Linked DNA regions of Mus musculus: region 1 is linked to region 2. Evidence: chromatin contacts called from public Hi-C data. All regions are on one chromosome and are shown on one strand. The core of a region is the stretch at or near the end of the contact, and the rest is flanking DNA. Distances in the headings are between cores, read along the strand shown. Region 1 overlaps Acsl6 (acyl-CoA synthetase long-chain family member 6). Region 2 overlaps P4ha2 (procollagen-proline, 2-oxoglutarate 4-dioxygenase (proline 4-hydroxylase), alpha II polypeptide).

Evidence for each region. Hi-C and Micro-C count contacts between places; a contact is called where the count stands out from the background.
Region 1: a Hi-C map of myocytes shows a contact between it and region 2, with 2.0 times the contacts expected there. The contact joins two enhancer-like sites. A contact is called at or near these places in 7 of 484 Hi-C or Micro-C datasets (CD4 T cells, cerebellar granule neurons, cortical neurons and 4 more), 2 of 115 datasets of contacts at active chromatin or transcription factors (bone marrow-derived macrophages and cardiomyocytes) and 2 of 9 other capture datasets (liver and pancreatic islet).

The regions. Positions count from the first base shown.
Region 1 is chr11:54,334,175-54,340,391 of GRCm38.p6, reverse strand. It overlaps Acsl6 (acyl-CoA synthetase long-chain family member 6), which reads right to left. Exons shown (of 21, transcript NM_001033598.1): 10 at 5,267-5,340; 11 at 3,379-3,456; 12 at 1,846-1,980; 13 at 1,258-1,392. Gm12224 (a long non-coding RNA gene) reads left to right here. Exons shown (of 2, transcript XR_001780208.1): 2 at 1-50. Among named protein-coding and RNA genes, the nearest start is that of Gm12224, 8.0 kb to the left of the region's middle. Within about 2 kb of position 3,976, at least 26 of the 459 cell types and tissues checked have an H3K27ac peak or open chromatin away from gene starts, as enhancers often do. A contact at or near this core is called in myocytes, where this site is marked.
Region 2 is chr11:54,120,557-54,126,752 of GRCm38.p6, reverse strand. It overlaps P4ha2 (procollagen-proline, 2-oxoglutarate 4-dioxygenase (proline 4-hydroxylase), alpha II polypeptide), which reads right to left. Exons shown (of 16, transcript NM_001136076.2): 10 at 2,026-2,096; 11 at 1,708-1,807; 12 at 937-990; 13 at 456-515. Among named protein-coding and RNA genes, the nearest start is that of Gm12223, 18 kb to the left of the region's middle. Within about 2 kb of position 4,197, at least 62 of the 459 cell types and tissues checked have an H3K27ac peak or open chromatin away from gene starts, as enhancers often do. A contact at or near this core is called in myocytes, where this site is marked.

The sequences.
Region 1 (6,217 bases), core at 2,727-5,226, 210 kb before region 2:
TGAGGAAGTCGCTTCTCTTTTGTAATAAATGTGGCTAGTTGTCAACATAACCCAGTTTGTTCAATTCTGTGGCCAACTCTGAGTTCCATGATTCCATGAGGCAATTTTAATACCGTGCTTCTCCCTCCTTAAATGATTCATCTGCTTCTCCGTGCTCTCATTATTCACCGGGCTCCAAAACAATTACTTAAGACAATCTTCTCCAGCTCCAGCTTCCATTTTAATGGCATTGACTTTTTCTCATGTAGAAATCAATACCATGCTTTATTTACTATGTTCTGCAGGGGACAAAGGATACTTGAAATACTTTGTTTCTGAAAGTTGAGCCGAGAGAGCTTAAATATTAATTTTCATGGCTAAAAACAGAATAGCAAGAAGAAGACTGAGCTGATAGCACTAATGAGCGAGATTCCCAGGGTGGTGCAGGACACAGGGACTGTGGTGGTGACGTAGCTAGGAACAATTCTGGACTGGCCTGATTTGGGAGAAGCTGACTTGATAGGACAGGACACAAGGAAAGGGAGAGAGGACTACTGCTTATCTAGAGAGAAGTGAGTGCCGTTGGAAGCCCACCATCACCAGTTTACTGGGAATGGCGGGAGGAAGCCCAGGCCTCCAGGTCCCAGGGACATCTTCAGCGGAACAAAGGCCTGAGCACCAGCAAGGTGGAGGCCAAAGGACCTACTCTCTAAGGGCCTTTAAAATACATATTATGTATGTATATATGTGTGTATGTATGTATACATGTCCATATATATGCATGTATTTGTGTGTGTGTGTATGTGTGTGTGTGTATGTAAGTATATGTATATAATATTTTAATTAATTCTTTGAGAGTCTCATATCATATTCATTTCCCCACTCCTCCTGTTAACTCCACCAGGGTCCACCCCTGACTCACTCACCTCTCTCCCAACTTCCTGTTTTCTTTATGGTTTGTTTAATATCCTATGGGGTCCAGCTTATGCAGGCCATCGACGCATGGGTGTGAGGCCATCTACCAGAGTGTGGTCAAACCTAGGGATCCTTATTGGTAAGGATGCTTTTCAGCAGATACAGCACATCTCCAAAACTTATGGAAAAAAATCATGGCTCTAAAATTCCAGCAGCAACACAAGAGTAGTTTATTATTATTATTATTATTATTATTATTATTATTAACCATATTACAGGTCACTGGGCCATCTTCTCCATTTCTCCCATGAGATCACCCACCAGGCACAGTGCCACTCTGGACTCACAGACTCACTTCTTTACCTGAATCTTATTAAAGAAGAGTTCATCCCAGATACTATTGTTTCTGATGATTCCGCTCCGGACCTCTGCCTGCTTGCGCTTTGCTGCAAACTCCAGGAGCCAGCGCTTTAGTGAGGTGTCTGCCTGGTGGAAGATCTGAGGAGCAGAAACGGGAGACAGCAGTCAGGCAGGGCCTGATTACCTCCCTTCTAAACACACCCTCCAGGAAGAGGGCCCATGATGGCCAGCAGAGGACCAGTGTTCCCATGTACACCTGTGAGAGGTCGTTGGATTTGTACCGTAAAGCTGAGGGTTAATGCTATCAAGGGCCGGGCACATTTTGGAGATGGGAAGAAGATGGGGTAGAAAGAAAGCAGGGGAAGAGACAGGAGGGGGCGGGGGGAGAAGGGAGGAGAGGCAGGTCAGGTCTCTTTAACCAGAGTTTTGGAGACTGGAAGGAAACCGGAGAAGGAAGCGTAGGGAAGACTTGGGGAACACAGAAAGGAGGCTAGTTTTCAGACCTGGGTCGGAGGGAAGGAACCCCTTCCCCCGGAACCCCAGATTCCGTTCACACCAGCAAATGAGAACCTTCCAGTCCGTGGGACCCACCTTGTCATACATCCGATTCAGCAGCCGTGGGACCACAGGGAAGATGGTAGGGCGGAGAGCCTTCATGTCATCTGAGAGGAGGCGGATGTCTCCCTGGAAGAAGCCCACGCGCCCTCCGTGGCAGTAGACAACAGACTGGGGGAGAAGATAAGAAGGTGGGATCGCTTAGGGTGGGAACTCCTGGCTGCAGGCCAGAGCTATCCAAAGTTTTGCCCTCCATGGAGAACACCCAGAATCCCAACCCAGCTCTGACTGCTGCCATAAGACACTGAGTGGCAGGTGAGTGACCTGCCCACTGACCCACAACCTTTGTACCAAGTTCCAGCCAGGCCTAAGGGGAAGGTCAAGTGGAATGACACTGGAGTAGCCATTCTTGTGGATGCCTGCTCCTTCACACCCACTCTCAACCCTAGACATGAACTACCCCATCCCACCCTGGAAACTTGGGTCCTTAAAATGTTCTATTATCTACACTCCATAATGGATTTCCCAGAGACATCTCTGCAACTGTGGCATGAAGTGCTATCTTCCTTGGTTACTAGAGGTGATGGGAGACCAGGGGCTCCTGGCTGGTTCCTATGGGGCCAGAAGCACAGGAGGAGCCTTATCATGTGCTCTGTTCTTTAATGCCCAGGGCAGCTCTTTAAGGAAGGCAGTGTTCCAGCTATGATCATTGGTGGGGGAAGAACACAAGGCTCAGAAAGGTAAAGTGGCTTGCCCAGCTGCGTAAAACTAGTTGACGATAATGGCTTGCATTCTAATCCAGGCCCAATGACGCCAGCTCTCCCCACCAGACAGAGTAGAGATATACTTGATATACTTGAAAGATATCTTTTATTCACTGGCTGATCCTTTCAATGACACATGTGTGGGAAATTCTTCGACTCCACCGTCCTATATGGATTCCCTGCTTTGCTCTCTCCCCCCACCCCACCAAGAACTGTCTGAGGACCAGTGCATAGTCCAGATCTGTAGACTGAGAGCCATGACAGATGGATGCCGCAGCTTTACTGCTTCATTCTGGCCTTAAGAAGTTTGTAAGTCATGGAACAGGAGCATGCTGGCTATCAGAGCAGTCCCACACACAGCCGGGGTAACAAAGCACTTTTGAAGGTCTGTCATGCTCTTGGAACCAATGCCACTAACCCAGGTCCTCTCCCAGCTGAGGTGTGACTGTGAGAAAGGCGAGGTGAGTCTGGGTGTTTCCTGAAGCATCTCGCCTAGGGAGGACAGGTGGGGTGGCCAAGGTCCTCAGATCTCTCTGGCTCCCCTCGTGCTACCTTCTAAGAATACAGTCATTTTGGTCCTACTTCACACAACCGGCGGCCGGTGAGACCCTGCCGTTAAGTGTAGGTTCTGGGCACGGAGGGTAGCCTCCCTGATGCCGGGGGGCCTTACCTGCACCATGCGCTCAAACATGTGTGCTAAAGGCAAGTAGGAAAAGTGGACGTCCGCACAGGTCGGGGCCCACTGACTCTGCAAGAGAACACAGGGAGCCCAGGCGAGTCCCCGTCAGCCAGGTCGGAGGCTTACCTGGATCACTCTCTCAAACATGTGAGCCAGAGGCAGGAAGGAGATGAGCACATCGTCCTGTCTCGGAAAGATCACTTTCTGCAGGTGACGGGCATGGGAGACAGAAAGGAAAGAAACACTGACAGGAAGACAACGAGAGAGTCATCAAACAATAAAGAGAAAAAAAATGGCCTGGGGAAGGGGGAGGGGAAAGGGGGGAGGACAGAGAGAGGTGAGAAGAGAGGGGAAAATGATGAGAGAGAGGAGGAGGTGGGGAGGAGAGGTGGAGGAGGGAGGGAGGGAGGGAGAGAGAGGGAGAGAGAGAGGCAGCATGGGAAGCCAAGTGTTAGGTCGCAGCGCCAGTGGGTGTAGGTTATCTGCAGAAGCAAAGAGCCACAGGAAGCACATTTAAACCAGCAGAGCCAGGCTCCGCAGGGAAGTCTCCTCTCAGGACGGGCCTGCACCTCACTTGTCGTCTCTGTCTGTTGGTGTGGGCGCCAGCCCGGGTTCTCTCCTCTCCCTGCCCTTTCTGTAAGTAACATCTGCTGCCCTGGCTACCTGAGCAGTGTCACACAGTCTCAGTCGGCTTGATGGCACATTCTAGGCCTCGTGGAGAAAATGGCTCAGAGAGTCCTACATATCATTTATGCCAGCTGGGCTGAGTTGTGGGCGGGTGGCAGAGGAAAAGAGGCCAAGCCACAAACAGGTGGCCAGACGTAGCCTCCCAAGCCACCGCTTGGGAATCAGGCTGTTCTTAAAGGAGAATACACAAGCTGGGCACTATCCCACAGCTGTCTCCCAGATGGGACTGGTCCCAGAGACACAGGCTGTTCCGGCCAACAAAGGGTGGGGACTTCCTTAGTGGGATCTAACTGTTCTGTCTTGTCCTACAAGTCTTCACTCTCCTTTTGCTTTTGAGCCGGCTTGGACAGACTTCGGGATCTTGGATCATGACTCTGAACCTGATCTCAACCAGCAATCATGCCTCCGTTTCCCACCAAAGCATCTCAGCGTTTGAAGGATAATGCCCCACGGTACCATGTAGCACACACTCAGACCCTTTCCACAGTGGAGGAAGGGCCTGGCATTCCTTCTCCCGAAGGAAGCTATAGCACATACTCACCCCGCTTGGGACAGGCCCTCCTCCTTCCTTAACTGATTATAAATACTACCATGCTTTGGTCAGACCAAGAAAGCAAGCTTTTTGGACTTTGCAGTTACCTTTACGTACAGCCTTACAATTAGCAGCTGCCGCTGTTTCTCAGACTCTAGTAGTCCTTAAACACAAAACGGCCAAATTAAACCCCAGCCTGCTTGACAAACAAGTCACGGAGGCTTACTTCTGAGATAAAGGTGCACACAGGAGCTGGGAGGGGTCTCATTTTTTGAACTGAAGAATGAAATTAGGCTTACATGCTCCCCAACCCCCGCCCTGGGCTTTTAGAGTTTTTGATATCAAGTGAATGTTGGGGGATGGGTCATTTCCTCACTGGGGCTGAAAGCTAGTCTGATGGCTCATGCTTGTAATCCCAGCATCTGGGAGGCTGAGGCAGGGGCATCAGGTATTCGAGGCCATCCTGAAATACATAGTAAGACCCCAACCAAAAACCAAACCAAACCAAACCAGTATTAGAGGATAAAAGTGGTTGTAAAAGCGGGGCAGCCCTAGCAAAAACAAGAACTTCTTGCCTGCAAGCGGCTGCCCTAAAACAATGATGATAGAATACAGTTCTAACCATGCCCGTTCTGTGACCCTTGCATGGTGTTCATCTCAGGATGACCGTGAATACAGCCCAGACATTTGAAGACTAGAGAGTCATATGGTAATATTGAAAAGTTGACACCCTGGCTAGAATAACTGGAGGTGTGTCCTGAAGAAAGGCCTGTGTAGGAAGTTGGCTTTATTCACCTCTGTCACTTTCAGAAAGCCCGAGAAATCGGCCACCACGTTCCCGTGGGTGAGCATTGCACCTTTGGGGTTCCCTGAAAACAGAAGGCAAGAAAGGGTTTCATTAGGAGCCTGACAGTTATCCTTCGACCTTGACATATGAACCATAGCATGGCACACCATGACATGGTGGGGGCTACCAAAACCCTACACAAAACAAATAAGTGTTAAAAAGATTTAACAAGTTGTAAATGGTTAATTGAAACTAGATGTGGTAGCTTGCAACTGTAGTCTTGGTTCTATGAAAGCTGAGGCAGGAGAATTTCTTTGAGTTTAAGGCCAGCTTGGACTATAGGCTGAGACTCTGTTTTTAAAAGAGGGTGTTAATCTTATGTGCTATGTGAATTTTGCCTTTTAAAAAAGGGAGAGGGGAGAGAGAAGCAAAATTTGTGAGGAGAATTTCTTTGGAGAGGGTTACACTGAGTCTTCAAGTCCTCTCTCAATCCTAATCTGAAACCTAAGCTCACATAGATGTTAATAGGCTTCAGGGAACCCCATGAGAAGAGAGAAGAGACCAGTGATCACAAGCTAGTAATAGACCCAAAGGTAGGAGCACCCTACAATCAGGGTCAGGCTGAGAAGGTTGGAATGGATGCTGCTTTAAGAGGAATCTGTTTACCAGGCTGGTCTGCCAGGAGAAATGGAGCCTGCCTCCCTGTAATGGTTAACTTAGACAGGATCTCCTAGGAAGACAACCCTCAGGACTGCTCTATGAGGCATTTTCAGGGAGATCTGGCTGAGATGGGAAGACCCACCTTGAGTGAAAGGCAGAGCTAACCCATAGGCTGGGATCCCAGAGTGAATAAAACGGAGACAGTGAGCTGAGCACCAGCATCCACCCCTCTCTACTTCCTGACTGTGGATGTAGTATGACATCTGCCTCGGCTCCTGCTGCCAGGTTTCCCATCATGA
Region 2 (6,196 bases), core at 2,948-5,447:
AAGAGCTAGGGTAACAGATGGTAAATGGTCCACATTAGGGATGGATTTAATAAATGTCACCAGAACACACCAGAAAATTGTTACGATGGTAATTTTTATGTTATGTATATTTTTACCACAGCTAAAAATAATAATGATGTTGGGGGGTGGGGAGCCAGGGAGTAGCAGAGAGACAAGCACACCGGTGAGGACAAAAGCCAACCCTCTCTACTCTAGGCAAGAAGGGCACCGAGGATCCACTAATTAGCAGCTGATGCCATGAGCCCTGATGGGGGTGGGATACGGAGCCCGGTGGCCCCAGGGTCTCCACGGGGCCCATCAGATACGTGCATCATACTCACGTAGTTTAGAAACGTGGCCACACGGTTCCCAGTCCCTAAACGCTTGAAAGCATCTTGCTCATCGCTCTATAAAATTAAGTGAGAGTGAACAAAACCGCCCAGCCCAGTACTTACATAGTTAAGAAACGTCGCTAACCTATTGCCCTCCGTTTTGAGGCCGCTGTCAAAGGGTCGCTGCAACAGACAACAACTTTTATCCAAGTTTCCAACTAACTTGCCCGCCACCCAAAGGACTGGGACCAAAAGGGTCAGGGGAAGGTGGCAAGTTTGCCTTCCCTTGAGAAACCAAGAATGGGACAAGGTAATACAGGGAACCCCACTCAGAATACAACAATGGGGACCAGGGAGAGGCAAGAAAACCCTTTACAGGGACCTAGAGAAGTCCTTGACTTTATTATCAAGCCAAAGCACCCACACATCAATTGGATGCAACCAGGCTCCACTGGGCTCTGCAGGTGCTTTGCCAGCAGCACAGAATTTCCCCTTTCACTAGGTAGGTGGAGGAGGGATGCCGTGGGAGCTGAAATGTTTCTAGAAGCTCCAACCTTCTCAAACCAGCCAGAGAGGAGCCCTCCAAAGACGATCGGAGCCTTACCCTTGAGAAGTCAAAGTGTGGTTCGTACTGTCCCCCCATTCCGTAGTTTGCGACCTGGAGAGGGATTACAGCGTTGCATTTGCCATCAGTCTGAACAGCCCCGCGGCAGCCCGACTCCCCAGGGATGCCATCTCCCTAGGCCTGAGCACAACCCCCAAGCTTTGTGTGTGCATGTGTGTTCTTTATGTATGTGGTGTATGGATATGGTGGTGTGTGCATGCAGGGGCCAAAGAAGGATGTCGTGTGTTCACTCTATCATGCTCCACCTTATTCCCTTGAGACAATGAACCTGAAGGTAAGCTGACATCCAGCAAGCCTCCTGTCCGTGTTCTCTCCACAGCAGCTGGGGTGACAGTAAAATGCATAGCCACACTCAGTTTTTTGTCTGGATGCTGCAAATATGAAGTCAAGGCTCATACGAGCAGACATTTGTTCCCCTGTTGGTGGTACTGTGTGGGGAGGCTGGAATCTGGAACCTGGCTAGCCTAAGGGGGTCATGAAGATTATATCTTCTGTTGGTTCTGGCCAGGCCTCTGGTTTCTGAATCAGCAAGATGTGAACAAGCTCTGTTGCAAGCTCCCGCTGCTAAGCCTCCCCATGGTGGACTGAGACTGTGAGCCGAAGCGGATCTCCCCTCTGTCAGTTGGCTTCTGTCAGGTCCTTTCATTAGGAACATAACTAATGCAGAGGGTGAGCCTTCTCTCGCAGCCTAAGCACTTTGGGAAAACACCTCGCCCAACAGAAGTCCTCCAGCCCCAGGGACCAACCCACCTGCAATAGCTCTGCAGTCTTCACCGTTAGCCCGGTGATATGTTGCATCCGCCGGTTGACCCGGGCCACAACAGGGTCGTCATCCTCCTCTAGCCAGGAGCTGGGCAAAAGAAAAGAGCAAAGATGAAAGGCATGGACAGGCTTAGATGATGTCCTCTGAGCCCAGTCAAGGCCAGCACTCACGGGCAACAGGCTAAATGCTACGGAGAGCGAGGCAGAGCAGCAGGCTGGATAAGGTGGCATTGGCATGCTCTTGCATCCTATGGGAAGCTCCAGGGTTGGGCTTGACCAGCTACCCCACCCCATCCCACCACTCACCTTTTGGAAACTCTGTAGCTGGCAACAGTGAGGACACCTGTCTTGGGGTCACGCACAGTGGCTCGTGCAAGCTGAAAGGGAGAAAGAGAGGAATCCTTCTTGGTGTTGGTGTTTTCCCAGAGAACACGGAGGGCACACAGTAGGGCGACGGCTGCAGAGACTGACTCTAGCCAAGGTCCCATGATGCTATAGTCTAGTCTCCACTTTCCTCTGTGCTCAGAGGCCTGGCACACCCTCCTTGCTCACTACCCCCACCCCCACCCCCACCCCCACCACCTATCAGGTCTATGCTGCCGGCACTGTTGTGCTTATGAACTCTGCTTGGTTCATGCATTTATATTCCCTGAACAAGGCCTTCCTTGACAGGCCCACACAATAGTCTGGGCTTTGATGATTCCACAACACTCAGACTCAACCTGAGGCTTCTCTTGACTTGGTCAAGTTTTCCCACCCTTCTGCCAAGAAGCTATCCAAATACTGTCTGCTGTGCCTCCTGCCTTGCTGGGCTCCCACTACTCAGCAAGGAGACAGTTTCCAGTCTCTTGGGGCCCTCCTAGAGTCAACAAAGTAAACAGCAGGAATCTGAAGTATGTGGGTGCAGAAGCCACCCATTATGGGCAAACCATACATACACACATGTGCACACGTACACACAAACACACATACACACACCCTTTACCCTAGTTCCCAGTCTCCGTATAAAGGCTTAGCAAGTACTGCCAGCAGGGATAGACGTGTCTACAGCAGGATACAGATACCTTATCTGTGGTGTGGACTGTCCTAGTGGGCTCAGATGATGTGGGCCTGGTAAGGAAGACATGTCCAGACAGAAGTACAGATGAGCCAAACAGAATATTGCTGACTCTTGCTTTTAATAACTATTTGATTGGTACCTACTGTGTGCCAGGTGCTAAGCTGGGTGACCGAGACATGACGTCTGCCATCATATAACTTGGTCAAGTGGAGACAGTAGAAAACCGGTCAGGTAATTGTAGCATACTACTAAAAGCTCACGGGTGAGCTGTAATGTCCCGTGGGAGAGCAGCCAAAGGATTGCAGTGGATGGGTACGGTGGAGAGCCAGGCTGATCCAAGTCATTATTCTCTGAGGCTCTCATGTGTGGAAGGAATGTCTGAGTCTTGGTGGGCTTAGTAATGGCCTGGGACCCTGGCCTTGGGGAGCTGAAGCTTTGGATCCTAAAACCAAACCCTTCCCACCCTAGGGGCCTATAGTTGTCAGTCCCAAATTTGTGTGCTCCTCTCTGATGCCCTGTATTCCCCTTGTGCAACACTGCCTGATTAGCTTCCTGCTGACTTTGTCATACTGTAGGATAGCTTTTCAGTGGCACTGTCTCACTTATACCCTGAAAACAGTATATACGGTGCCAAACTTCTTTAAAAGCTGTGTGACAAAAGACATATCTTATTCGAGACCTCCTGAGCCCACCTGTTCTATCTTCTTTATCTCTGAACCCCCTGGTCCTTCCTCCTTAGGACCGTGCCCCTCTACTGGTACAGGTTAGGGTACCAGGCACCTGGAGTCCTGTACATTACAGCAGCGGGGAAGGCCCGGGATGAAAGGGCACTGGCTACACAGGCTGAGGCTCCAGGATGTAGTGAGATGAGGACAGGCTGGGGGGAAGAAGAGATGAGGTCTGCTGCCATCTTATGGTCAACCTGAAATAGGGACAGCCTTATGTAAGGGAGGGATGGGACGGCTACAATATAAGGACTATTGTGCCACCTTATGGAAAGGTGACACAGAAGAGACCAGAATGGGGGAAAAAACTAACAGAATGCTTGAACAAGGATCAGGGCAAGAGATGGCAGTGGCCTGGAACAGGAGGTGACAAGAGAGATGGAGAAGAGAGCCATAACGGAAATGTGGTAAGGAAGTAAATTGGCCCATCTGGTCACTTTGCGTCATAACATTCTAATGTGAAGATGGCAGCCAGCATACCCAGCGAAGACGGGTTCCCCAGGCTATGGTCCTTCTCTGAGCCTAATGGATAGTCATCCCTGCCTGGTGACATCCATCGCCACTAGACAGTGCAAACATTGGAGCCTCAGCATTGGCCTGGTGCCCGAAAAAAGACTTTGGGCAGCTGTGTTCTGCCCTGGGGACAGACGGGGCTATTTTGAAAGCAGACTGGGGACTCACAGACAGCTGCCAGGCATTCTCCACAAGCCAAGCTAAGCTCATTGGCCCCACTTCAAAGCCAGAATAGCATCTGTCTGTCCTAGCCTCCGGAAAGAAGAGGTCAGTGAATGACGGCCAATGTGTATGCTTGTCACACGGCTCCTGTTCAAAACACAATTGTCCCAACGCCAGCCACCTTCCTGATTCATGCTTCTCATGTATGCACATGCACACAGAGAAATGTTCAATGTCTGAGACTAAGGCAGGTAAGGAATCTCTGGAGATTTCGGCTTGACAGTGCCTCTCTCGGTTAGAAACCCAGAAAATAGTTTTCTTTTCTCGAGGACTTTGTAACTGACCCAGGAAGTGAGATGAGTCCCGGTTACAGTTGTCTATACACGTTGACTAGACTGACTCTCGGTGACATCTGTGACATGAGCAAGACCCTGTCTCCAGATGTGCTAGGTCTTCAAACCAAGGCTGTGCTAAGGTTCTGGAGGCTAATACAGGAACCTCTGAGGTCTGCTCATGAGCAGAAGTCCTGGCCATCTCAGTCACTACAATTCTACTACACACAAAGACCAGAGGAGCCAGCTAACTCCTCCCTCCCCATGACCTGTGATGGGAGAACATGGGGGAAATGGCAGCCCACAGTTCTCTTCAGAAGAGATTAAATGGGATCAAGTCATCTATGGGCTAGGCATCCAAGAATAATTGTATCAACCTGACATATATACAAAACCAACAGTCAATAAGCATACAAAGCAGAAATACCAGTTGGATTTCCATGATACTCAGAAACAAGACAAGGATGTCTGCTGCAAAAATGTTGTAGAAGTTCCAGGCAGCTCAATAAGACAGTCAAGGCGAAGGAGTTGTATTAGGAAGGCAAAATATCTTCTTGCTTGCAAAGGACAATCCTACTGAGATAACCCAAGAAAGTCGGCCCAAAAAAGGACTAACTTCTACCACCTCTGGTCCACACAGGCCAGTTTTCTCCATTTTCTCAAGGGAAAATAAACTCTAATTATCACCATGAGGTACATTTCAAAACAAATAGTTAGGCATAGCAGGCTAGGAGCATGGAGCGGCTGAAGGAGTGCTTGCTTAACACATGAGGCCCTGGGTTTGATTGCCTGCATTGTAGAAAATGCTATAATATTATACTTCTGTAATTCTGTAATTCTAGCCCTTGGGAAGTGGAGGCAGAAGGGTCAGAAGTTCAAGGTTATCCACATATTCAGATAGAAAGATAGATAGATAGATAGATAGATAGATAGATAGATAGGTAGATAGATAGATTGATAGATTGAAGCCAGCCTGAATTACATAAGACCCTATGTTAAAAAAAAGAAATATGCAGGGGCTGGAGAGATGGCTCAGCAGTTAAGAGCACTGACTGCTCTTCCAGAGGTCCTGAGTTCAATTCCCAGCAACCACATGGTGGCTCACAACCTTCTGTAACGGGATCTGATTCCCTCTTCTGGTGTGTCTGAAAGTGTACTCATATACATTAGATAGATAGATAGATAGATAGATAGATAGATAGATAGATAGATAGATAGATAGATGTAAATAATTTAGCATATAATAGTAAACTAATATAACAATGTAACCAGTTAAAATACTCCCGAGAAGAAAATTCACAAAAACAAACCAAGGACTACTAAGCTTAGTAAAAAATGTATAAAGTGTGTTTGAACTGAAAAAGTAAACATATGAATAAATGGAGAAGATGAGGGATATCCAGATTGTATGGATGTATATCCTCCTCCAAGTCAGACAGTTCACTGCAGCTGTCACTGCTCACTGCAATCCTCTCCCTCACTGCAGTCCTCCCCATCACCCCTCACTGCAGCCCTCCCCCCTCACTGCAGCCTCCCCCTCACTGCAGCCCTCCCCCTCACTGCAGTCCTCCCCCATCACTGCAGTCCTCCCCCATCACCCCTCACTGCAGCCCTCCCCCTCACCGCAGCCCTCCCCCTCACCGCAGCCCTCCCCCTCACTGCAGCTCTGAGGTCCCACTTTTCTG